3 separate regions of the Sus scrofa genome follow, and regions 1 and 2 are each linked to region 3. A link is a contact called in public Hi-C data. All regions are on one chromosome and are shown on one strand. Each heading gives the region's core, a stretch centred on a gene start, on an enhancer-like site or on the middle of the called end of the contact. The rest is flanking DNA. Distances are from core to core; before and after follow the strand shown. Region 1 holds the start of HNRNPA2B1 (heterogeneous nuclear ribonucleoproteins A2/B1). Region 2 overlaps SNX10 (sorting nexin-10). Region 3 holds the start of HOXA7 (homeobox protein Hox-A7).

Evidence for each region. A called contact is a pair of places that touch in the nucleus more often than the background predicts.
Region 1: a Hi-C map of embryonic fibroblasts shows a contact between it and region 3, with 6 times the contacts expected there. The contact joins the promoter of HNRNPA2B1 here to the promoter of HOXA7 in region 3. A contact is called at or near these places in 2 of 5 promoter capture datasets (fetal liver and fetal skeletal muscle), 8 of 47 Hi-C or Micro-C datasets (embryonic fibroblasts, fetal skeletal muscle, fibroblasts and 3 more) and 1 of 2 datasets of contacts at active chromatin or transcription factors (skeletal muscle).
Region 2: a contact with region 3 is called in a Hi-C map of retroperitoneal adipose tissue, with 3 times the contacts expected there. The contact joins the enhancer-like site here to the promoter of HOXA7 in region 3. A contact is called at or near these places in 2 of 5 promoter capture datasets (fetal skeletal muscle and liver), 25 of 47 Hi-C or Micro-C datasets (alveolar macrophages, blood, brain and 14 more) and 2 of 2 datasets of contacts at active chromatin or transcription factors (alveolar macrophages and skeletal muscle).

Annotation. Positions count from the first base shown.
Region 1 is chr18:46,202,159-46,206,419 of Sscrofa11.1, reverse strand. HNRNPA2B1 (heterogeneous nuclear ribonucleoproteins A2/B1) reads right to left here and starts at 1,256. Exons shown (of 13, transcript XR_002340389.1): 1 at 799-1,256. CBX3 (chromobox protein homolog 3) reads left to right here and starts at 1,306. Exons shown (of 5, transcript XM_021078986.1): 1 at 1,306-1,822.
Region 2 is chr18:46,059,869-46,064,575 of Sscrofa11.1, reverse strand. SNX10 (sorting nexin-10) reads left to right here. Exons shown (of 7, transcript XM_021079049.1): 7 at 1. Among named protein-coding and RNA genes, the nearest start is that of SNX10, 81 kb to the left of the region's middle. Within about 2 kb of position 2,720, at least 40 of the 83 cell types and tissues checked have an H3K27ac peak or open chromatin away from gene starts, as enhancers often do. A contact at or near this core is called in alveolar macrophages, brain, epiblast stem cells and 5 more, where this site is marked.
Region 3 is chr18:45,415,273-45,420,260 of Sscrofa11.1, reverse strand. HOXA7 (homeobox protein Hox-A7) reads right to left here and starts at 3,124. Exons shown (of 2, transcript XM_021079046.1): 1 at 2,542-3,124; 2 at 1,148-1,563. The coding sequence starts at 2,920. The coding sequence ends at 1,238. LOC110257591 (a long non-coding RNA gene) reads left to right here. Exons shown (of 4, transcript XR_002340415.1): 4 at 1,183-1,197.

The DNA.
Region 1 (4,261 bases), core at 7-2,506, 790 kb before region 3:
GGCTGAAAAACAGAACGTTTTCTTTGTACTACGTATGGCTCGCCTCAAACCCGGGCCCGACACCCTAGATCGTTTTACCTCCGAAGCCGAGCGACCGCCGCCCCTCCCCCCGCCCTGCGGTGCGGCGCCTGAACGCAATGGCGCCATTTCATCGAGGGGAAGGCAGCGAGCCTCTAATGAGGTGCGCAGGACTTTAAAGATCCAGGCTCCCAAACCCTCAGAATCCACCTCGAAACGGCATGAAAACGGCCCGAAAAGGAGAAAAAACCGGCGAACCACCTCTACTCTTTGATAAAAGACTCAAACTAGCTGAATTTAGAGAGTTACAAGGAAAACGCTGCGAGAAAGAGGAGAAACGAAAATGGCGGCCGCCAAATCCGGTTCCCGCGAGGGGGGGAGGGGAAGCCGCAGCCTCGCCCGCGAGGACCCGCAGCCCGCCGAAACGCTCCAACGCGCGGACGCCAGGGTCCCCAAACCAGCGTGCTGTAAAAAGGGAGTAAGAATTCCCGCCTCCGCGCCCCACTTCCACCGAAGTCGGCTTGCGTCCGCCATGTGGAAGTTCCCCATCCCCCACCCCCAGCAAAGGGAAATGGCGCCGGGAGCCTGAGGGTGGGGAAGGTGCGGAACGATCAGGCCTCCGCTAACGACCCCCCTTCAAAAGTACCCCGAGACCAACCGCTTCTGAAGTGGCCCAATTTCGCTGCCGCTCTCCCACGGAGGCGGGTGGCCGACTTCCAATAAGGCGCCAACGGCCTCGCCATGCCCTTTCCAACAACTCATTGATTTCAAACCCGTTACCTCCATCGCGGACTCAGTCGCTTCAGCCCGATTTCCCGCAGCCGAGCGAGATGAGAGAGATCTCCGCGGACGAACACGAACCGGACTCGTCCTGGCGCTGTAGTGAGAACTGCCGCTGCTCGAGAAACAACACCGCTAAGAGCACCTCCACTCGGGACCCGGCGCTGCTGCTACTGCCGCTAGAGCCGCTGCCGCCGCTTTTCTAGAACCTTCCCCCCGACTAACGCGTCCTGCCCTACGTCAGGCCGTTGCGTAAACGCCCTAACCGCCGCCAATGGCGGGAACGCTCTACGACCTCCTTGCGCCAAGTACGTGCCCCTCCCTCCTCGCAGCCAACAGTGGTGCTTGACGTCACTTGCGTAAAAGGGCTCTGTGAATTGCGGAAGGCTCGAGCCCTGCGTATTTCTCTCTCGGAATTAAGTCCAGTCCCCGCCCCCCGCCCAGCTTTAGCGCAGGGCAGGTGAGAAACGGTCGCGCAGTTTGAAATTAACACTGTGGGGAGGAGCTTAATCCTCAGCTTTCAGGTCCAGCCCCTCAACCCGGAAGGTGGTCCTTAGAGCAACGCTTTGATAATCCCAATACCCACCGCCCCCCGTCTCTAAAAAAAAAAATCTTTGTAGCCTTCTCTACAGCGCTTTCCCTCCTCCTCCCTGAATTGAGGACAGACTCGGCCTCTTCCGGAAACACCCGAAGCGACTTGTGGTCAACAAGTTACATTTCACGCCTCACCTACCTAACCTTGGACAACGCTTTTGGGGTCAACCTCTCGGGTTCAGGAGGTCTTTGGACAGGGTAATCTAACTCTTAGTTCCTAATTGAGTCCTCCCACCCAAGTTTTACACCCACCACCAGCATTTGGAGGCACCCAACCCCAGGGACTAGGAAGTGGGCGGAGTCCTGTTTTGGCGCCAGTGCAGCTGCTGCAAAGCAGGAACGCCTCCGCCGAGGAGACTCCGGTCACAGTCCCCGCTCCTCCCTCTCTTTCCCTCCCCTTTGGGGACCACCAGCCGCTACGCCCCGAACGGTGAGTGCCGGTGTCACCACCCCCTCCTTCCCCCACCCACCCTTCGGCTCGGGCTCGGGCTCGGGCTCCCGGCGGGCAAAGCGCGGCGCGCGGCCCCTCCCCCCCGCGGGGCGCGCGCTCACCCCCGCCCCTAGCGGCCGCCTGGCGTGGGCGGTGCCACCCCGCACCCCCCCCACCCCCAGCGGCGCGGCCCCGCGCGCAGCTCCCCAGCCCCCTCCCCCTCGGATGTGGCTGGAGCTAGAGGCGCGCAGGGCCGAGGACGCCGCAGACCTGGGACCCGGAGCAGCTCTGAGGCGGTGAAGTCGGTGTCTTTATTTTCCCCTACCTTTCACTCCGTGGTCTTGCTTCAGATACCACTTGCGCCCCAGAGACCCTCCCCCCAGTTCCCCGCTTCCCATCCTTCCCGGCCCGACCCCGAGTCGGAGCTGGCGGGAAGGAAACAGGCGAATGGAGACCCCGCGGTGGGCCTGGTGCTGGGCCGGTGTCTCTAGTTGGTCGAGGGGACGAGACTGCTCGTTATGAGGTTGAGAACTGTGGCGACAGCTGCCTTATTTGTAGACAAAGCGCGTTTCTTCCTCCCCTCCCCCATCCCGGAGCTACATGAGGGGTCCTCCTCCCTCTCCCGGACTCGGTCGGCGACTCGGGCCTCCAGGGAGGGCTGTGCATTCTCCCGCATCCGTGCGGCCCGAAGTCCGGAGGCAGCGGCGGGCGCTCCGTTACGAGGCCGCCTTCGGGTCGGGGAGGCGCGGGCCCCGTGGCGCAGTGCCCTTGAGCCCCCGCGCCGCGGCCTTTGTTTCTCCCCGCGGATGCGCTGACCATGCGGCCCGCGCTCGCGTGTGGGGGGCGGGGGCCGGGCTCGAAGGCCTTATTAAGCCGGGTGGGGCTGGGGCTTAAGGGCAGCGGCTGAACGTCCGGAAAGAGGTGATTTGTTTTCAGAAGTGGCACGAAATGGGATTGGAGCATTTTGGGGTGTTTTTTTCTCTTAGTTTATTTAACTAGTGATTGGAAAAAGGGAGAGTTTCTAAAAAGAAACCAAGTTGGGATTACCTAGGCGGCTCTGGACTGTTAAGAGGTCTAGAGAAAAAATTCACAGTAATTTATTATGGTGATCGTTTGAGCAGTTGATTCTGAGTCAGTATCTATTTGCTGAATGTGGTTGTAAATGGGATTTGGATTAGGAAAAAAAATTTTTCTTTTTTTAATCCTATATGACTCTTTCTCGGGTACCAATGACCCTAGTAAGGTTCTCTGGGTACTTGGTTACAACACTAATATATATACTCTGAGGCGTGTATTACTAATTTACAGAAGCTTAAATCTGATTGTTTATGGATTGGTATAATATCCATATTATATATGTCTGATAATATGAGCTACTAGGTGGGGGTTGGAATCCAAACAAAACTTGTGTTTAGCTACCTTTTTTTGTGTCTTTGCAAACTTCTTTAACTGTTATGCATTTTTTTAGTAATAGCTCTTCAAGTCTGCAATAAAAAATGGCCTCCAATAAAACTACATTGGTAAGTTAATGAAAACCTAAAATGTGTAAGGATCTAACTCAGGCTTTTTCCCCTTAAAATTATAACTTTGCATCTATGTGGTTGAGAAAGTTACAGCCATAGTATAGTCCCAGTCCCGCCCCCCGCCCCCCCGCCCCCCCCCCCCCCCCCCGTTATACTGAGGAGAGTTGGGGCAAAAACAAAATTATTACATTAAAATACTTATTGACTTGGCCTAATAGTGTCTTAAGTCATTTAAAGAAACCTAATCTTGGGATGGCGGCAGACCAAATGTTTTTATCTTGAAGATACGCAAATCTATATGACAGGGAAGAATGATAAATGTGTAGACAGACAAAGCCTAAGATCTTGTTGATTGGGACATTATTCCCTAAATCACTTTATACTGAATTGTAGAGAAAGCAAGTATTTTCAGTATTGCCCAGGTTAAAGAAGGGGTAACTTATACACTTAGATTGAGACAAAAGCTTTAAATTTTTCAAATTAACTTTGGTCACTGTCATATTTCAGACTTATTCCAAAATACAGAACGGTTTTAAATTTAAATCATTGCGTAAGTATGTGGTCTTTTTTTCTTCTAAATACACGACACGAAAAAAATTATATACCCAGGCAAGAGAGAAGCCTAGATCTTCTGGATCTTTTGAGCAGTTACCTTTTTTCTCTCCAGAAGCATCTTAAACATTTTCTTAGATTTCATTAAAAGTTCTACAAATGTGTATAAACATAGCTGTATTCAGCCTTGTCAAGTTATATAAGTTTTAACACAACTAATGAAATAGTCACATAAAAGGCACAAAATTCAAAGTTACAGTGCCCACAGTATTTAATTCTAACGTGTTGCTTTAGCAGTAGTCACAGGTGCTTAAAGGTGAGTGTAAAGCAAAACATTTGGTTTGGGTTTCATACTTAAAAGGAC
Region 2 (4,707 bases), core at 1,471-3,970, 640 kb before region 3:
ACTTTGGTTTGTTGCAGCTCTTATTTTATACAAGAGAATGTATTTCTTCTGCCTTAGATCTAAATTCAGTGTGTTTTTGAGTGATCTGTAATTTTTAACGAATAATTTTGGTAAAACTTGGTTAATAGTCACTATAGTTGTGTACATTTGAGGCTTTTAGCTTTGGTTTGGTTGTTTTGATATCTAAGCACTGGCTTCTTAAAACTGATTTTCTGCAGTTGAGAGATTTAAATGAACTTCAGCCCCCAGTGGCTTTCTTGCTTTGTTCAAGTCTTACTTTCCTCTGGCATATTTTTATAAAGCTTTCTTGAGAAAAAGAAAACAATTACTTGAATAACTAAATAGAATAGATGTTATTTAAGTCTTTTAAATGTAACTTAAAGAATCCTCATCTTGGATGCTTTATGATTTACATACAGCAAAACTGGCTATTTCCCTGGCTGACTCTGCAAGGGCAAGACTATTCACCTATAAAGCTAGTTTATGTGTTCTTTTTGAGAACTGGTATCATATGTAAGCCAAAGGTGTCAACAATGAAAGCCAACAACCTGTTACTTAGGGCTTCTTTTAAGGTCTCACTTGAAAGAAAGTGATTTAAATTCTAGTGAAATTTTCCAGTTTTAAAAATTACTACAGAAAAACAGAAATGTTAGTCTTTAAGTAGTTATGTCCCTTAAGATAGTAAATACCTTGCAGGAGCTTTTCATGCTTAGTTCACATTTTACTGAATAATTAAATACAAACAAGTGATATGCAATAACTATTGTAAGGCAAAAGAATAAAATGTCTTTTATGGCTATTAAGAATTGAAACAAATTCATTTAGCTTAACTACAATTACCATTATATCCAACAGTAAATTGAATGTTGTTTTGAGTTCAGTTTATGGTTTTTTTTTTTTTTTTTTTCCCGTGCCTAAGGATTCATCATTTTTGAGCTACTGTGGTACAAAAAAAGGTTTTCAGTATTTCAGCTTTAAAGGAAGACCCTTTTCCAAGAAAGGCCTCTAAAATTTTAAGATAAAAACATAATAAGAATAAAGAGCTTATTCTATTTCTCAATAGTTTTCCTCTTAATATTTAAATCACTTAGTAGGTATCCTCTGAGTACAATGCAGCATCTTTCGATGGAGGATACAATCTATTTCAATACAGTTTTCTGCTTTTGTTGGGATTGTAGACATTTATTTTATATATATATATACACACACACACATTTTCAAATACAAAAAGCTGTCTGAAATTAATTACTGCAATCTGACATTCAAAGCATAGATACAATTCTCTTTGCACATAAAGGTCATAAGACATGAATACATTTTTAGTGGAATGGAGTTCAGAAATCTTAGGATGTAAATAAACAATAATTTCTTTAAATTTGAAATATTTACAAAGGATTTTGGCTCTCTTCTTTGCCGTATGCATCTCACAAACGAGTCACCATTGTCCCTTTTAAGTCAGACACAATTGCTCTTCACTCTTGCTGGAAACTTTTCTAGATCATTGTTATGAACAGTGCATTGGACACTAATTTATTTTAGCTGCGCAAACTCTGGTAGTTAATGACCCTTTTCTCTTTCTCCACAATTCCAAAGAGTTCTTTTCAAAAGATAGAGAGGAAACGAGAAAAAAAAAAAATTAAGCTACGATTTTCCGCTGCATTTAAACTCTGGTCTAAAGACACTATGCAAATGGTTTATGCTAAAGAGGAAAATACCCTTTCTCCCCCGACGAGAAGTGTAGATGCATCCAAAACCCCACACCGCTTGTCTTTGCTGCAAGAGGCACAGCACGGGCATAACTTGTGGTTGTGTTTTTGCTGCTTTCTTACCTCTGGGCCTTCTTTATAGCTCTGCCCCCCCACCCCACCGGCGGCGGCGCTCCCGCGGCGGCACCCGGGCCGCCTGTTGGCTGCGGCGCCCGGCCGGCTCGCGCACACTCCCCGCGCCGCGGCCCGCACACGCGCGCTCCCGCCGCCTCCCGCCTGGGCCGCTCTGCCCGCGGCGGCGGCGGCGGCGGCGGCGACTGGGTGGCAGGTAGAGAGCCAGCCGGCCTCGGTTCGGTAACCCATGGCAACCGCCCTGGTAACCCATAGCAACTGCGCGGCGGAAAGAAAGGAGGGGGAAAAAAAGGGTAGGGGGGCGGCGGGTGGTGAGTGGGAACAACAACCGCAAAGAGGCACGATTTACAGCACCGACCTGCAGCGCCCCCTCCCCTGCCCACCTGCCTCCAACGTGGGCACCGCGAGGCCCCCTTCCCAACGTTAGAATGACAGCTTGGCGGCTGGAGAAAAAAATAAAAAATAATATGCAGAAGAGCCTGGGGGGGCGGTTGATTTTGGTGCGGGGGAGGGGAGCTTTGAATACCGATGACCCCCAGGGCCTTCGAGTTCACGGAGCCAGCCCCGCCGCTCGGTTGGGTTTCGGGCTTGGGCTGGGTCAGGGAGGCGGGTCCGGAACCCGGGGGGCTGCGGCGCCGGTTCCCAGTCTAGGGCTGGACCCGAGTCTTTGTTCTGTAGATGCTCGCGCGGCGCCGCGGCCCCAGCTCCGCCGCCCGGCCCGGGAGGGGTCGACGAGGAGCCGCAGGCCAGGGTGTGGCCGAGGCCTGGAGGGGCCCGGGAGCGCGTTCCGAAAGTTTCATCTGGGCACGCACCTCACACCCTAGCTGGCTCCTCTAGTCTCCCTGAAACCCGCGGGTGGGCGCGCCATCGTGTCAATCTCCACGCCGCCCCTTCCGGGGAGGGAGAGGACAGATGCGCCAGGTGGCGGGGCTGGGTCGCTGGGGAAGAAGCGCGTGCCTCTGGGTCCAGAAACGGCCCTGGGTCAGGTTTTAATGTGTGTTTGTGTGTACGTAGGGGCGGGGGGTGGTGGGGAGGAGTACGTGCGGGAAGAGACAAGTCCCCCACCCGGTTAGGCCGAGCTTTCTTTACCCTAGAAACAGGCTCGCAGCCGGTGGCAGACCCCTTGCAAGGCCGCCGGCGGACAGAGGGGGGCGCTGCCGGGCCAGCACGGTGGCTGCGGCAGTCGGCGGGGGACCGCGCCGCATCTGGGGTCTGGCTAGCTGTCTGCGTGGTGGCGAGGTGGTAGGGCTCCCAAGTGGAAAGAACCCACGCCAGTCGGTGCTTGGGAACATAGCTGCTCGTTTGTGTATTCGAAGAACACCCATCCCTCAATTAAGGTGATGCAGGCAACACAACCAGAACGGGTTTCATTCGATACAGAACACCTAGGTAGATAAAAGGTCCACTCCACCGGAAAATGTAGTGGGATGGAGAGAGATTGCATAGGAATCTGGACTCCTGTAGTTCTAAATCCAGATCTAACTGGTTGTGATTCCAGGTGCATTTTGATGTCTTAAGAAGATTAAGCCCCAGGTAATTTCTGAAGTCCTTGGAGATCTTAATCATGATTTATTCTCCCTCTGTAGGTGTGTGCCAGTTAGAAATACAAATAGCAACGTCCTCCGCAAAGACCTGCACAAGTATAACACTGCACACATTTGTGCCATACATATTCCTGAAAAGGTGATTAGGTTAACAGTGGGGTTTATATATCTAATAATTTTTTTTACTAGTAGAAAGAGAAACTGGCTATGTAAAGAATCTGCATGTAATCTTTTCATAAAGGAATCTTCCGAATATATATTTGTGTTGCCACAGATCTCAGGGAAACTTGGTTTATTTTACAAACATGCACGTTCTGGGCTCTGCTGCCTCCTGGGTACCAGGTACAAAGGAGACTGCAAACTGGGTATTAGACCTGGGTAAACTGTAAAAGATAGCTTGCTTGCCCTGGGATCCATTCAGTACAATCCCAGCCCTCTGCATAGTGGTGTACTGGGAGCCCTGTGCTGTAATTTAATTTTTTTTTTAACAAAAGCAATTACAGAAAAGTGCAAATTTAACGTGTGACATTTAACATTTTGCCGTGGCAGGCAGCCTCCACTTAAATGGGGCCTTTCTGCAGAACAACAGGAGCCAAAAGGCCTTGTGTCATGGAGTAATGTAAGACACAATCTGGGCTGCAAACGCACAATGAATCGGGGAGGATTTATGTAATTAATTGACCAGTCTTAACCTGTTATCGTGATGTAAGGAATTTGGAACTCATTAATTTGGGCTCTGACAGATTTCATATTAGAGCTGGCAAATATGGATTGAGCCTCTTATTCTTGTAGCAGCTGGAATTTCCATGACAGTGAGGATTAGTGAAGAAGACCTATTGCTGGAGTCAAACTGCCTCTTTGTAATCAGTAGCCCTACTTTGAATTAAAAGGAAAATGAAAAAAAAAAAAAAAAAAAAAAAAAAGGGAAAAAGCCTATTACCTGGCTGAAGGACTGGAAGGGGCTGGTGCTCATTCTGCTGGTATGTGTATTGAGCTCAAGCATCTGCAGTTGAATGAAAACATTAATTTTAATCATAAAGTTAGGTGGTTTCTCAAGCACCTTGAGAGAATGAGAAGGTAGAAGGATCTCAGGGTCAGGTGTGGTATTGTTGTCAGTTACAAGGGATGAAAAGACCGAGCCTTTGAATTGCCTCTCTGAATTGCCCCACAGAGGCGTATGAAGAAGGACATAGAAGTCTTACAAGGGGCAAGTGGCATTTCTTGAATGTCATATCCGCAGATGAGCAGTTCAGAGCCTTGAAGGAGAAACGGGCTTTCTCAGGAGCCACTGACTGTCTCCTGGTCAGAACTCCTTCGTGGATCCC
Region 3 (4,988 bases), core at 1,875-4,374:
TGCTCACCCCCTCTTCCCCAGGTCCCCCAGATGAAACAGTCCACATTTCTTTGTCATCAAGCATCTTTATTTTTCTGTTACATAAAACATGGTTAACTGGGCAAGACAGGAAGTGTACCTTCCCGTTCCTGGAAGCCCAGGCTAGAGCAGAGAGAGATGAGGCGGACACAGGACAACACAGGAGATGAAGAGCATTGGGGAGGGCAGCCCTCCCCCACCTGCTACAGAGTCAGCTCTAGACAACACACCATGCTACAAAGTCACCCCATTGACACATCCTTCCCAAGTCAAGACATTTCTTACAAATGAGCTCCAAGACTATATAAATGACAAAAAAAAAAAAATCTTGTTCAAATATACAATATTTGCCATTGTAGGAAAAGTCAGGGTGCACATATTCACCATGGCTGGACAGTAGGACACAGGGACCAGGGGAGGGGCAGGGAGGCTGGGAGCATCTCTGCAGTCCTGAAGCAAACTCAGAGCTCTGCAGCTAGCTTGGGAATGCCCCTTCCGGAAGTAGGGGGTGATGGGCCTGAACTTGGTGTGCCCAGGCCAGAGAAGGAGGGATTGTGGGTTGCAGCACTCACAATGCTTTGGAATAAATATATTATTATTCAATTTAAATAGAAGCCAATGCCCTGGTCCCCGAACCCCAGCGCCTTCTCAGCGCAGCCTCAGGGACCCCAAAGGCTGCAAGCGGGAAGCAGCAAAGGTCTAGCCGGGGGGAGGGGAGAGGGCTCGGCACTAGGTAGCAGGCGAGCCAGCCAGCGCAAAATAGGTAGTTTGGGGCTAGTAGGTAGTACTGAGAGTCAGGTCCTTGCCGGTATTGGGGAGGTGCTGGGTGTCTGCCAGTGTTGGGACGCGTCTGGGCTTCCTGGGAGTGGAGGCCCTCTGGGCTGGGCCCATAGGTAGTTTGGGGGTGCCTCTCCCCGAGGCCTGTGCTAGGTAGTATTTTAACCGTGCCAGGGCAGAGCTGGCCGGCCTGGGGTTGGGGGTGTCTGTTGGGAGGGGTCCTCTGAGGCAGAGGGGATCCCCGAGGGGACCCAGTCTAGGCGGCTGCTCAATCCAAAAAAGTTGGGAGCTGGAGTGGGGAATAGGATGGATTGGGTGCAGGTTGGGACTTTTTTTTTTTTTTAACATTTTCTTTTTTTTCCTTCCGACTTGCGTAAATAAAATCAGTCTCCAAAGACGCTTTCCCGACTGTCTGGTGCAGCCAGGGCCCCGGCTCCGGCCCTCATTCCTCCTCCTCCTCTTCGTCTTCATCCTCCTCGTCGTCGTCCTCGTCGTCGGCCTTGGCGGCGGCGGCGGCGGCGGCGGCGGCGGCGGGCACGGCGCCCTCCGGGGCGACGGCGGCGGCTGGACCCTCGTCCTTATGCTCTTTCTTCCACTTCATGCGGCGGTTCTGGAACCAGATCTTGATCTGGCGCTCGGTGAGGCAGAGCGCGTGGGCGATCTCGATGCGGCGGCGCCGCGTCAGGTAGCGGTTGAAGTGGAACTCCTTCTCCAGCTCCAGCGTCTGGTAGCGGGTGTAGGTCTGACGGCCCCGCTTTCGGTCGGGCCCTGCGAACACACAGACGGACACATGGGCACGCAGACAGACAAGCCGACGGGGACACAGACAGGACAGTGCGTGAGCCAGGCCGCCATCCCAGGGCGCGCACCTCCCTCTCGGCCCGGACCCAGGCGCGAGTTCCCCTCCGCCCCGCGCCCCCAAACTGAGCTGGGGGAGGAGCGGGCGTGCTAGAGGAAGACTCCAACTGCGGTGCCAGACGCGCAGGCAGCTCCGTGAGGAGGGAAGGCGCAGAATCTCAACTTTACAACCGCCCTTTCCAGCCGGCTAGGCTTCCACAATGTCCTGCCTCCCCCTGACAAAGGGAAATTGTAAATATAGAGTGTGGGCAAGTGGGAGCCACTGTGCTTTGGCCATTCAAAGGCGAGCCAGGCCGCCTCCCCGCCTTGCTAGGCAAGTGGGAGACCCTCTGGGGCGGCCAGCCCTCCCGAGGTGCCTTCCCTCCCCAGCAGCCCTCGCCCCCATCCCCGGACCTTCCCAGGGCACTCCTGTTCTCTGTCTTCACTCCCACCCACCCATCCATCCCCGCCTTTAAATGGTCCCTGGCACAGGGGCTGGTAAGGAGCCCTAAAGGGTTTGGCTTTCCCTGCTTTTGAGAAAGAAAAGCCGGGCTGAAAGGAAAAGGAGGAGGGAGGGAGAGAGAAGAAAGGGAGGGAGGGAGACAGGGAAGAGAACAGCGAACAAACAAACTTAATGTTGAAATTCCAAGGCAAATGGAGTTAAATAAATTTACGAGGATCGAACCCATTAATTGGGCCATAAAAAGTTTTATGAGCCTCATTTACATACAATGCTACGGGCTCTCCACGCTATGGCGCCTCGGCTCTAATTAAAACCAGAAAGCAGCGCCGCCAGGAGTCACGGGGCCGCCGGCTCGCGGCCGCCTCGCTCGGCGCTCCGCGCCCCCAGCCCCGCGCTCCAGCTCCTCGTCCGCTCGCCCACCCGGCCCGCCTAGCGGCTGCGCCTACCTGAAGACCGCATCCATGGATAAATGCGGAAATTGGCCTCGGCCGGGCCATGCAGCGCGCCGTCGTCTGCCTTGTCGCAGGCGCCTTTGGCGAGGTCACTGCAGAGCCCCGGGATGTTTTGGTCGTAGGAGGCGCAGGGCAGGTTGCCGTAGGCATCGGCGCCCAGGCCGTAGCCGGACGCGAAGGGGCTCTGATAGAGGGGGCTGTTGACATTGTACAAGCCCGGCACGGTCGAAGGGAAGGCGCCGGCGCCCGCCCCATAGCCGCTTCTCTGCGAGTTGGGCGCAAAGGAGCAAGAAGTCGGCTCGGCATTTTGGAACAGAGAAGCCCCCGCCGTATATTTGCTAAAAAGCGCGTTCACATAATACGAAGAACTCATAATTTTGACCTGTGATTTGTTGTCCGGCAGCTTTCAGTGTCGGTTTTACGAGGTAGCGTGATATATGATAACATTACACCCCCAGATTTACACCAAACCCCATTTTCTTTTGGACGGAGCTCTCCGCAGCACGTGACCGCCCACATGACCGCGTCCGCCAATCTCAGCAGCCCTCACAGGTGGTCTCGCTCGGCGGGGCCCGCGGCCGCCTAGAATGGAAGGGGAAGAGGCTCAAATATGTGGCTAACGAATCTGCCCGCGCCCGGCCGGCCGGGCGCGTCCCGCGGGAAAAGGACTCCTGAAGCTCCGAGCGGGGACTCAGGCCAACGCCACCTTGGACCCCTGGCCTGCAGATGCCCCGCGGAGCCGGCGGGGCGCAGTCCCCTCCAGCCTATTACCGAACGCTGGACCAAGCCAGCCGGCCCTCCCTGCCCTTCTTTCTGCCAGCCCAGGGAGGGTCTCCGCACCCCGCGCACCCGCCCGCCCCGCAGTGGCCCGGGGAGCAAGTCGCGGCTCTGGGCAGATCGCCTTGCCTGCGACTATCCCCTCCCGGGTCCAGTGAGCCATTGGCCAACTTAGGACTCAGATCCAGATGGGGCAGGCACAGGGTTGCTTCCAGCTGCAGCGCGAAGGCCACCGCAAACTGGAACCATGTGGTTGGAATAAAGTCGAGGTCTCTCAGCTTCCTTTCCTTAATCGGTGGTGCACTGTTTACCCGCCCTCTAGGAAGCAGTGAAATATTTATCTATTAATGAGCCTCACTTGCCAGCAGATTTATTAACATGAGGCTCCCCTCCCTCCTCCTGGGTATCGCTGCCCTGGCTGGCTGGCAGGCTCTGTGCCTTCGCTCCTGGGCACCTGGCTGGCCTCTGGCAGCCTAAGAAATGGCCAGACACTCTTTTGTCCTCCCTGCCACCCTTGGTGTCCCCCTGTGCTCAAGGGGAGCCCAGTCTCTTTTCCCTCAGCTTGTTGGCACCTGGAGGCCCACACCGCTTCAGGTACCAGTGGTGCTGAGGGGTTTCTGGTAGCCTTCACTGGGGCCACCCCTGGGCCTCAGTCAGCTCCTCATGGGCCTGGCTGCCTGGGAGCCATACATGCATTAGAGCCAATGCGGAGAGGACGAAGGGCCCAGGTGCCTTGGGACTGCAGCCCACTATGGATTTCCATTTCTTTTGGAGACCCCCTAAACAAAAGAGGGACCTTTTCGGAAAAGCCACCAGCTCTAGCAGCTTCACTTTCTCATGGACTAGCTCACGGTGGAGCCCAAAGTGGTCTCACTCTCTCCCACCCATGGCCCCATGTCACCGAGCTTACCTTCCCAAGCCTCCAACCTCTGCGCAGGGTTGGATCAGCTGAAGCCCTCGCCGCCGGACCACTCCCTGGAGGATGGTGGGGGTAAACCCTTCCCCTAAACGCCTCATAAACGACCCAGGCCCTGATGCAAGCCCAGCGGCCAGGTCAGTATGCCTTTTACTGCTCGGCTCGATTGCACACCATAAACCCGACCTCACAATGGAATTGCCCCGGAAATTCTCCTTGGAATTATGGAGTTTGGTTCCTTGTGTACAAAGCACTTCCCATCACTTTTCAGAGGATCCAGGCGGCCCCCGTTCACCTCATCCTCTCAGGGGGTCCCAGAAGCACAAAAGGCAGCAGTACGATTCACATTGGGATGCAACGGAACCCAGCTCTGGCCTAGTGGACTGCCTAGGGGTGTGGGTGGGAAGGCAGGGGGCTGTTGGGCAGGTGGGTGCCCGGTGTTTTCCCCTGGGGGTATAGGGGCCATAGTGCAGCAATATCCGGGGATGCCCTTTGTGGAGGGCCAGAATGATTGTCTCTGCTGAGGAATGGAGACGGTAAGAGTAGAAGGCAAAGAAAAAAAAATTCCAAATAGCATTACTTTGGGGCTGGAAATAAAAACCTAAGAAAGCTAAAGGACCACCAAACAAACAAGACGAAGGCTAGGAGATCAAAGAGGTGGAATTAGACAGTCTTAGACCAATAAATTGTTCCTCGGGTGACACAGAGCAAGATGTAAAGAGAAAGACCGGCCACCACCGCCGTCTGT